Linked DNA regions of Pan troglodytes: region 2 is linked to region 1. The links are chromatin contacts, called in public capture Hi-C maps. All regions are on one chromosome and are shown on one strand. The core of a region is the stretch at or near the end of the contact, and the rest is flanking DNA. Distances in the headings are between cores, read along the strand shown. Region 1 overlaps NAV1 (neuron navigator 1). Region 2 overlaps NAV1 (neuron navigator 1).

The links. Capture Hi-C pulls out chosen DNA fragments and counts their contacts.
Region 2: a contact with region 1 is called in a capture Hi-C map of stem cell-derived neural stem cells, with 4 times the contacts expected there. The contact joins two enhancer-like sites. A contact is called at or near these places in 1 of 1 datasets of contacts at active chromatin or transcription factors (stem cell-derived excitatory neurons) and 1 of 1 other capture datasets (stem cell-derived neural stem cells).

What each region holds. Positions count from the first base shown.
Region 1 is chr1:47,364,817-47,370,287 of NHGRI_mPanTro3-v2.0_pri, reverse strand. All of the region lies in intron 7 of NAV1 (neuron navigator 1), which reads left to right. Among named protein-coding and RNA genes, the nearest start is that of IPO9, 99 kb to the right of the region's middle. Within about 2 kb of position 3,862, at least 7 of the 24 cell types and tissues checked have an H3K27ac peak or open chromatin away from gene starts, as enhancers often do. A contact at or near this core is called in stem cell-derived neural stem cells, where this site is marked.
Region 2 is chr1:47,530,945-47,536,056 of NHGRI_mPanTro3-v2.0_pri, reverse strand. The region is part of intron 1 of NAV1 (neuron navigator 1); the gene reads left to right. Among named protein-coding and RNA genes, the nearest start is that of NAV1, 42 kb to the left of the region's middle. Within about 2 kb of position 1,491, at least 7 of the 24 cell types and tissues checked have an H3K27ac peak or open chromatin away from gene starts, as enhancers often do. A contact at or near this core is called in stem cell-derived neural stem cells, where this site is marked.

The sequences.
Region 1 (5,471 bases), core at 2,613-5,112:
ACCTTCATGCTTGAAAATGATCTTTCTGATCCTCACAGGAAGAATGACATAATAAGTTGTTTGCCAAGAAAGATGGATTTGTCTTGACCCATTTTTACCTGTTCACACAATGTTCTCGTGCAGCAAATGGTGCCCATCTGTGGTTTAGGGTCTGGGCTGAGTATAGCATGTGCTTGTTGTGCAGATAGCTAAGCTAACTGCACACAGAGTCACACAAGTGACCATGACCTCTTTCCCATCATGACTTGGCTAATTGGGCTGTCAGTCCTTCACTCAAACATGTTTCTTGCATATGAAGAATGTCTTGGGCCGGGCACCCCCAGAAGCTGACCTTGAGACAAGGATTTGGGTGCAAGTGGTTTATTTGGCAGGTGCCCAGAAAGTGCTGACAGGAGTGGGAAAGTGAGTTAGGGGAGAGAAGGAAGCCACTACAGGCTATGTTCATGTGCAGGTTACTGCTGTGGGCAACTGGGGCTTACGGATTTCTAGGAGATGACGTGGAATACACCTCAGTGTTGCCCCACCAGAAGGGCAAGGAAGCATGGGTATTTATATGTCAGCTCCCATTCATTATTGGCTGAGGGCAGCTCCTAGAGGGCATTGGGTCTGTGTTTCAAGCGTGCTGCACATAGGCTGAGAGGAATCCCTGAGTTCGAGTCACAGGCGCCCACAGTCGTGCTCAGACAACACATACAGGAACAGTGACTGCAGGGGGCATAGGTGGGACACAAATACCACCAGTTATAAACAGGAAAGATGGGAAGGAAAGACAAGAGGAAGGTGTGGAGTTAGATTCCTGGGTCAGATGTGAACCCCTGGCTCTCAAAACACTCCTTTTTTTTTTCTTTTTCTTTTTTTTTGAGACAGGATCTCACTCTGTTGCACAGGCTAGAGTTCAGTGGTGTAATCACGGCTCATGGCAGCCTCTACCTCCTAGGCTCACGTGATCCTCCCACCTCAGCCTCCTGAGTAGCTGGGACTACAGGCACACATCACCACACTTGGCTAGTATTTAAATTTTTCTGTAGAAGTCCAGGCGCGGTGGCTCATGCCTGTAATCCCAGCACTTTGGGAGGCCGAGGCAGGTGGATCACCTGAGGTCAGGAGTTCAAGACCAGCCTGGCCAACATGGTGAAACCCCGCCTCTACTAAAAATACAAAAAAATTAGCCTGGTGTCGTGGCAGGCTCCTGTAATCCTGGCTCCTTGGGAGGCTGAGGTAGGAGAATCACTTGTACCCGGAATGTGGAGCTTGCAGTGAGCTGAGATCATGCCATTACACTCCAGCCTGGGCAAGAAGAGTGAAACTCCATTGCAAAAAAAAAAAAAAAAAAAAAAAAAAAGAAAAGAAAAGAAAAGAAAAAAAAGACATCTGTAGAGACAGGGTTTCACTATGTTGCCCAGGCTGGTCTCAAACTCCTGGGCTCAAGCAATCCCCAATCCCCCGTGAACCTCCCAAAGTGCTAAGATTACAGGTGTGAGCCACTGCACCCAGCCTCCTTAATTCTTAAAATAGTGGGCAGCACCCCTCAGTCTGTGCAGCGTTAATCTGGGTAATAGTGTCTGTTCAAACCCAGCAGGGTTGGTGAAAGGTTGGAGTAAGCCAGGTATTCCAGAGGGGCTGCTGGAGGTATTCTAGTTGCTATGGCAACTAATGCTAGCTAAGGAGTGCTCCTCCCTCTAGTGTGTCCTAGTAACCTACAATTTAGCTGCTGGAGTTTTCACCTAGTGTGATGACATGCAATTTGGTTGACAATCAGGATGGGTAAGGATCAAGGAAGCTGTTGAGATGAGCTTGGCTTTTCCCCCACCAGCTCTGCCCACCTGTCTACCTGTCCACTGTCTCCCCTCTTTAATTGTCAACCTTTTCCTTATGTTCTGTGATAAGCCAGCTGAGCTTGTGTGGTGCCTGGAAATTCCATGTAGTCTGATATTACAGAAAGAACACAAGTTTGGAAGTATGACAGGCCTGGTGTTCAGATCCCAGCTCTGAGTCTTTGGAAAAGCTGTTTATCTATTTTAAGCGAGAATACGAATATGGCAATAGGATTGTTCTTAGGATGTAGTGAAATATAGTGTATGTAATACACTTGGTGGCCGGGCACAGTGGCTCACACCTGTAATCCCAACACTTTGGGAGGCCAAGGTGGATCACTTGAGGTCGGAAGTTCGAGACCAACCTGGCCAACATGGTGAAACCCCGTCTCTACTAAAAATACAAAAATTAGCTGGGCGTGGTGGCAGGCTCCTGTAGTCCCAGCTACTTGGGAGGCTGAGGCACGAGAATTGCTTGAACCTGGGAGGTGGAGGTTGCAATGAGCCGAGATCGGACTCCATCTTAAAAAATAACACTTGGTGGCCAGGTGCGGTGGCTCACACCTGTAATCCCAGCACTTCGGGAGGCTGAGGCGGGCAGATCACGAGGTCAGGAGATCGAGACCATCCTGGCTAACACGGTGAAAACCCGTCTCTACTAAAAATACAAAAAATTAGCCAGGTGTGGTGGCGGGAGCCTGTAGTCCCAGCTACTCAGGAGGCTGAGGCAGGAGAATGGTGTGAACCCGGGAGGTGGAGCTTGCAGTGAGCCAAGATCGTGCCACTGCACTCCAGCCTGGGCGACACAGCAAAACTCTGTCTTAAAAAAAAAAAACAAAAGAATAAAAATAACACTTGGCATGCAGCAGGTGTCAGTAAATGTTACCTCCATCTCTTCTCTTGGTTGCTCCTAGAAAACCAAAGCTATAAAGGCCATCATCTATGGCCAACTATTCCGCCTGGGTGGTGATGTCCAGTTGCCCACCCATCTTTGCAAAATCCCCTCCCTCCAGGGAGCCTTTCCTGATTCATCACACTGGACTCCGGGTTGTCCTGGAACTTGTGTGCATAATTCATACTGCAAGTAATTTGCACTTTTATGATTCTCTCGCAATTGCATAGCATGCATGGTTTGCACACACTAATATGGCATTATCTTATTTAATGTTAACAACACTGTGAATTAGATATTGTTCCCCCATCCAATTTACAAGTGAAGAAATTGGAACTCAGATTAACTGGCTTGGGAGGATCATATAACTCAAAGTGGCCCCACCAGAACAGAACCCAGGCCTCTGCCTCTGACATTCTGGGCACGTTCCAGTGCACCTACTGCCTCACCATGTGCTCCTTGAAGCCTTTCCCTCTGTGTGCAGCCCTTGTGTCCCTGAAGCCTGTGAGCATGTCAGGGGCAGGGATCACAGGCGTCCACTGGAGTAGGAGCTTCCCAAGGACAGAGACTCTGTCTTCTCTCTCTCTGTTTCCCCTCAACACCTAGCAGTGTAGGTTCTCAGGCCATGCTGTCGACTGACCAATGAATCATTGTTAGAGACCCCCTCCTGGAATGCCCTTACATGACCTCTCCATCTTCCAGGATAGAGTCTTGCTTTGGGGAGCCACAAAGTGGCCACAGTCAGGAATTCTGGTCCAAGGGCAGAAGGAGCAACCCAAGCCTCTGTGAATACAAGTCCTTGTTTGACTCCAGCTCAAAGGCTGAGCTGTCCAGGATGTTCATGAGGGGCCAGCTCTGGCCTCTGGGCTATCAGATGTCTCTGGCCTGGCAGTAAAAGGCCATTCACTGCAGCTGAAGAAAGGCCAGCAGGCCAGGCAGAGGGACTTACCTACTGAAGTGTTCAGGGTTGGGGGTCCAAAGATGCTGAAGGACTGAATGGTGGTCATCTATATATCAGTGTGACGATGGAACAAGCACAGGAAAAGGCATAAAAGTATAGATTTGCAAAGCAGGCCAGAGGAAAGAGTCAGGCCCATAGAGACCGAAAGCACATAGCTACATTGGAGGCAGATCAACACTCACTGAATATGCAGGGCAGGATCACGGAGAGACAAGGTAGGAGAGGCTGACACAGGGGCATGTGCGGTAGAAAAACAGAGTCAGCACGTTTGTGATGTGCACGCCAAGCAGTGGAAATGAGAGACAGACAGATACTGTGTGAGACCCATCCAAATGTGTGTGAGAGGTGGCTGGATACAAAGAGGCTGTGTGTGCACAAGATCGACTGTTTGAGGACACAGGCCCGCCGATGTGCAGGGGGTGTGCGGCAACCAGACAGGCACAGAGAGTGTCTGAGAGGTGGAGGGACCCCTCCAGAGAAAGAAGAGTGACCTTGTGCTCAGCCTGAGGGTGGGGGGGTGACCCAGAGCAAGGCGAGTATATTCTCACCAGCCTACCCCCCTTCTCCTTTGGCCAGCTCCTACTAAAAGGGGTCTGTGTCATGCCTTGTCTCTTTCTTGTGGGGCATCTCCAGCTTGGGAGACAGGAACAAATCTCTGACCTAGTCCCTGCCCTCTTTGACTGCTCACCCTCTTCCAGCCCCTCTACCCAGCCTCAATCTCTCATTCTTCCTCTACTTTGAAGTCTGGCTTCTGTCTTGGCCCCTGTGGGTTTGATGACAAAGGGCAGTTCAGGAATGACACTATCTACACATACATGGCCATATGGACAATTTCAGGTGGTGGGACTTGCAGCAGCTGGGGTTCCCAGGACTGCTGACATTCTGCTGAGTGTTATTAGAAGATCAGGGACAGAGCTTATCATCTGGCTGTCACTGCCCCTTTCCAAGCCACAGCGAGCCTCCACAGAGGGGCCCTGGGGGATAGCCAGCTGCCCTGTGCCCATGCTGGAGTGAACTTTCCTCTGATCTTCCCTGTTTTCTGGATTTAGCCAGGGAAAATACAAGGGAGCTCCTTGCTCCCTGTGTGAGGTTCCAACTGAGAGATCCCACCCTTCCCAGCTCTGATCAGATACCCCTGAAGTTTGGAAGGCAACAGCTCTACAATCTCTCTCTCTCTTTTTTTTTTTTTCCCCCTGAGACAAGCATCACTCTGTCACCCAGGCTGGAGTGCAGTGGCACAATCATGGTTCACTGCAGCCTTGACTTCTTGGGCCCAAGCAATCCTCCCACCTCAGCCTCCCAAGTAGCTGGGACTACAGGCAAGTGCCACGATGCTATTTTTAATCCATGCTAAGTTTAAAATGTAATACAGGCTAATTCTTAAATTTTAAAATACACACTAATTTTTGTATTTTTTTTTATTTTGGTAGAGGCAGGGTTTTACCATGCTGCCCAGGCTGGTCTCAAACTCCTGGGCTCAAGCTATCCACCCACCTTGGCCTCCCAAAGTGCTGGGATTACAGGCGTGAGTCACCATGTCTGGCTTATACACTCTCTGATATCTCCACAAGTCCTTGTGGTTAGTTTCCTGCTCTTGGGAAGCAGAGTAGCAAAGTAGATGGAACATTCTGGAGCCCAACTGGTGTGGTATAATTTTCAGTTTGCTACTCACTACCTATGTGCATTACTTAGCCTCTTTGTGCTTCGGTGTCATTATCTGAAAGGAATGCCCACCTTGTGATATTTGCTCATACATTCGATAAACACTTGTAGACCACCTAATATATACCAGACACTGCAGATG
Region 2 (5,112 bases), core at 242-2,741, 170 kb before region 1:
AAGAACTAGCTCCCAGCCTAAAGGGTGATGTGGGAAAAGAAGGTAAACGAATCTGCCCCATCACACATGGTGTTACGCAAAAACAGGATGTGGGAGCTGCACAGATCTGAGTTCAAATCCTGATTCTGTTACTTACTTACTTACTAGCTGGGTAACTAACCAGGGTGCTTTAGTTTCCTTGACTGTAAATGAGGTAATTGTGAGAATTAAAGAAGATTAAACCTGTATAGTAGCTGGCATATGCTAGACATTCAATAAAAGTTAGTTTCCTTCACTTCCATTATCCACGTTTCTAGATTTTTCTTCTGAGTCCTTTTTTTCTGGACGTTGGAAGCTCCCCACGGATACAGAAGTTTTTCCCTATGAGGCAGTAGGCTTCCTGCGGGCAGGGTTCTGTCTCTTCCATTAGCGTAGGATCTGGTTAAGGACAAGGCTGTGTTTGACTGTGTTCCCTACTCAGCCTGGGGCCTCCATGAGATTAGGAACTGTGCCTTGCCCATCAGCCTGGGAACTCCCTGCAGGCGGGGGCTGTGTTCCTCCATCAGATCCCCCATGTTCAGGGCCCTTAGGCAGTAAGCTTGGTCACAGCATGAGACTATCAATGGTTGGAACAAAGGCACCCAGTTAGGTTTAGGTTTGCGAATCAACCAAGGAGACCAAGGAGGTTCTGAAGGTATTTTTTATTTATTTATTCCTATCTATTTTTCGGTTTTTTTAGAGACAAGGTCTTGCTCTGTCACCCAGGCTGGAGTGCAGCGGCGCCATCATAGCTCACTGCAGCCTTGAACTCCTGGGCTCAGGCAGTTCTCCCACCTTAGCCTCCCAAGTAGCTGAGACTACAGGCACACACCACCTTGCCTGGCTAATTTTTTTTTTTTTTTTTTGTAGAGACAGAGGGGTTGGGAAGTCTCACTATGTTGCCTAGGCTGGTCTCGAGCTCCTGGGCTCAAGTGATCCTCTGGCCTTTCAGCCCCAAAAGTGCTGGAATTACAGGCATGAGCCACCAAACCCAGCCTGAAGGTATTTTTCTAAGGTCAAGTATGCCCCCCGACCTTGGGTCCTAGTTGGTAGAAAGCATTTCCGAAGTGGAGACATCTGGATGGCAGATGTGAAGTTGGCTGGGATGGGCGAAGGTCTGGAAGGCTTCAGATTCCAGGCCCCATGACTCACTCCTCCATCACAGCAACCCCTCAGCAGCTGGGCCTCCTGAGCTGGACAGGATAGAGTTGGTGGGCCAGGCCCGGGTGGGCAGTGGTCCTTTGCCTTGGACACGGCTGTATGGTCTGAAAGGATCCCGGCAGGACTGATCACTTTCGAAACTGCTTTCTGAAAGCTCCAAGCTTCCTTCTGAGTGGAGCTTAAGGCATAATATTAAGCAGGTCATTCTAGGACTGTATGAGAGCAGAATGTGGCATCTCTTTCTGTTTTAGCTTGCAGGGTACTTGTAGGCGGTTGGTGCTCTCTCCTGGGCCTGGTGGATGGAAGGGAGCAGGCAGGGAGGGGTGGGGCAGGCCCTGCCTACAGAGCCTGTCAGTAGGGAACCAGTGAGTCACCAGAAGTCCAATACCTCAGTCCAGATCCTGGATGCTGTTGGATCACGGGATCTGTCTGAGCATCAGTTTCCTTTTCTGAAAAGCAGGGATGATAACAGCCTAGGACGGTGAGTGAATCAGTGAGGTAATGCACAGGAACATGCATAGTAAATAGTTTTTGCCAGAGTGGGTGGTTATGAGTATTTAGAGTGACCTGAGCCTCCCAATTGAAATATCCTGGCCTTTTGTCAAGTCCTAAGAGAGGATGTGTGGGGGAAGCTACAGACTAATGAAGAGGTGACCGGATCGTCAGAGGGTGCAGACATACTTAGCAAGCTGGTGGTGCGATTCAGGGCTAGCTGCCCCTGGTCACGCTGCCCCTGTGCATCCGCAGCAGCAGGAAACATTTGTCCTCAGGAAACAGCCCCTCAAAGAGCGTCCGGACGCCGGGACCTAGCCTGGATGGCAGAGGGGGCGTTAACTCGTCCCACAGGTGCCACTGACCCAACACGATTTTTTTTCTGGTGTATCTTTCTGGGAGATGTATCTTTCTGGGAGATGTATCTTTCTGGGAGATGTTGGAACTGGGCCCAGAGAAAAGCATATGAGACCACAATCCCCAAGACACTGCTTGGTGGGGTACCCCACATGTCTGCTTCAAGTGCCACAGATGCAGCAAGGAAAGCCTGCAGGATCCCTCCACATCAGAGGTAAGGAAGAACCCAGAATCTGGAATTGGATGCCAGGAGCTTGAGTTCTGGGCCTGATGTGACCACCTGGGGGCCCTTTGGCTAACACCCCACTTCTCTGAGCCTCAGTTTCCTCATCAGCAAAATGAGGGCATGGATCCCTATTTCAGTGTGTTATTGTAGGGGTAGAATGAGGTAACATGTGAAAGACCTGCGAAGGCAGAATGCTGTGGCCCTGACAAGCAGAAGCTTTGCAGGCAGGCAGATCTGGTTGGGATCCGATTCTCTTTGGACCGTAAATTCCTGGCCAGAAGTGGTGGCTCACACTTGTAATCCCAACCCTTTGTGAGGCCAAGGCAGGAGAATCACATCAGCCAAAGAGTTTGAGATCAGCCTGGGAAACATAGCAAGACCCCCGTCTCTACAAGAAATTTAAAAAATTAGCCAGGCGTGGTAGTGTGTCCCTGTAGCCCTAACTACTCAGGAGGCTGGAGTGGGAAGATCTCTTGAGTCCCAGAGGTTGAGGCTGCGGTGAGCCATGCTAGCACCACTGCACTCCAGCCTGGGTGACAGAGCAAGACTGTGTCTCAAAAAAGAAAGAAAGAAGAAAGGAAAGAAGGAGGGAGGGAGGGAGGAAGAAAGGAAGGCAGGCAGGCAGGCAGGCAGGCATCCTCGGCCCTGGCACAGGGTCTGGCTCATTGTAGATGGTCAGTTTGTAGGTGTGAAAGGAATAGTTCAGTCTCACCCCCTCCACTTTGTAACAGTGTGGCTTTAACTTTTCTCACCTTTAATGTCCTTACCTATTACAGGGGAACGGGGCCAGGCACAGTAGCTCATGCCTGTAATCCCAGCACTTTGGGAGGCCGAGGCAGGCAGATCACTTGAGGTCAGGTGTTCGAGACCAGCCTGGACAACATGGCGAAACCCCATCTCTACTAAAAATACAAAAATTAGCTGGGTGTGGTGACATGCACCTGTAGTCCCAGCTATTTGGGAGGCTGAGGCAAGAAAATTGCTTGAACCCTTGAACCCAGGAGGCAGAGGTTGCAGTGAGCCAAGATTGTGCCACTGTACTCCAGCCTAGGCAATAGAGTGAGACTCTGTCTCAAATAAATAAATAAATAAATAGGAATTGATTGGTTTTCTAGGCTGCTGTAACAAATGACCACAAACTTAGTGTCTTAACACAGATTTATCTTACAGTTCTGTACAGCAGAAGTCTGACAAGGTGTCACTGGGCTAATTTCAAGGTGTCAGCAGGGCTGTGTTCCTACCTGGAGGCTCCAGGGGAGAATCTGTTTCCTTGCCTTTTCCAGCTCCTGGAGGCCACCCTCAATCTTTGGTGTGTGGCCCCTTTTTCCATCTTCAAAGTCAGCAACAGCAGGTCAGGTCCTTCTCATGCTGCCATCTCGCTGCTTCTCTGCAGCTAGGAAAGGTTCTCTGCTTTTAAGGACTCGTGTGATTAGATGGACCCATTTGCATAATCCAAGATACCCTACCCATTCCAGGGTCCTTAATCTTAATCACATCTATGAAGATCCTTTTGCCACTTACGGTAACAACTGCAACTTCTGAGTAAAAGGGAATGGGCATCTTTGGGGTCCGTTATTCTGCCTACCACAGGGAACACTAATGGTTCCTATCATACTGGATTGTTGGCAGGAATAAACATATGTTTAAAAAAAGGTAATAAATGTAAGGTGACTGGCACATACTAAGTGCTCAATAAATATTTAGTTACTGCTATCATCATTACTACATAAACCATGTGGTGCCTTATAAATGCTAGTTATTGATGCCAATTTTCTAAATAAGAAAGTACAGGGCCTGGTTTCTTCTGGGCTCATTGTCACTCTCCCTTCCTGTGCCTCGGTTTCCTCCGCCATCAGAGGAGAAACTGACCCTGCTCTTGGCAGCTCACACTCCAGGCCTAGGAGGCACACAAAGTTTCCCTTGTGCTATGTGAGGGCGGCTGCCAGCAGCGGGCATGGGGCCCGGCCCATGGCTATCCCAGGGACGTGGTATTCACTGAGATCACAAGGGAACAGAAGGGCCCCTTCTTTGGAGGGCAGAGAGGTTCCAAGTGGATCCCTGCAGGAACTGAGCCCCCTCTGTGGGAAAGAATTGCCTCCGTTGTGAGGCAATATCGCTATTTGCAAAGCGTTTTGCAATCATTTTTATTAGCAGAGCCCCTGAGACTTGAGGATAATAGAAGGGCTGTCACCCACCCCCTGCCTCTCTGGGGGAAACTGAGGCCCACACAGTTGAAGGTGGGACCCCAGGCCACATGATGAGGTGGATTTGACCTCCCAGGGGCCTTGTGGCTTCAGGCCAGCATTTTATCCCCGGAGGCGCCAGACATTCCCCCAATCCCTAGTCACTGAACTGAACCAAAAATTAACACCCAAATGCCCTTCAGCGCCTCCCTCTCAGACTTTTCTTTAAAAGACCAATTTGAAATGCAGCCACCCTCTTCCATGTCAAGGCTGGCGCTGGTCCTTTCTTTCAGATCCTGGCTGCTCCTCCTTCCCTGCCAGCACTGAGCTCTCCCCATCACTTCCAGACTCCTTCCTGTGGGCTCCAGGGGCCTCCCCCACACTCTGCCCCACCTCCCAGTTTCCTCCCGACACATACACCGTTCTGATGGTGACGCTTGCCCACCTCTTTCAGAGAGAGGCAGGCCACTTCTCCTGGGCATTTCTCTTGCAGGCTCTGAGAACCACTCCCCAGACCCCCATGAAATGCCGGCAGCTCCAGCCACACCCCAGCTCACTTTGGAGGCCTGCTCGAGGCTCACCGCCTCCAGGAAGGCTTCCCCCTGAGCCCACCACTGTCACCCACCCCTGGTGCCCTCTCCCCTTGGCTCCACCAGTACCTAGTGATATTGCTCA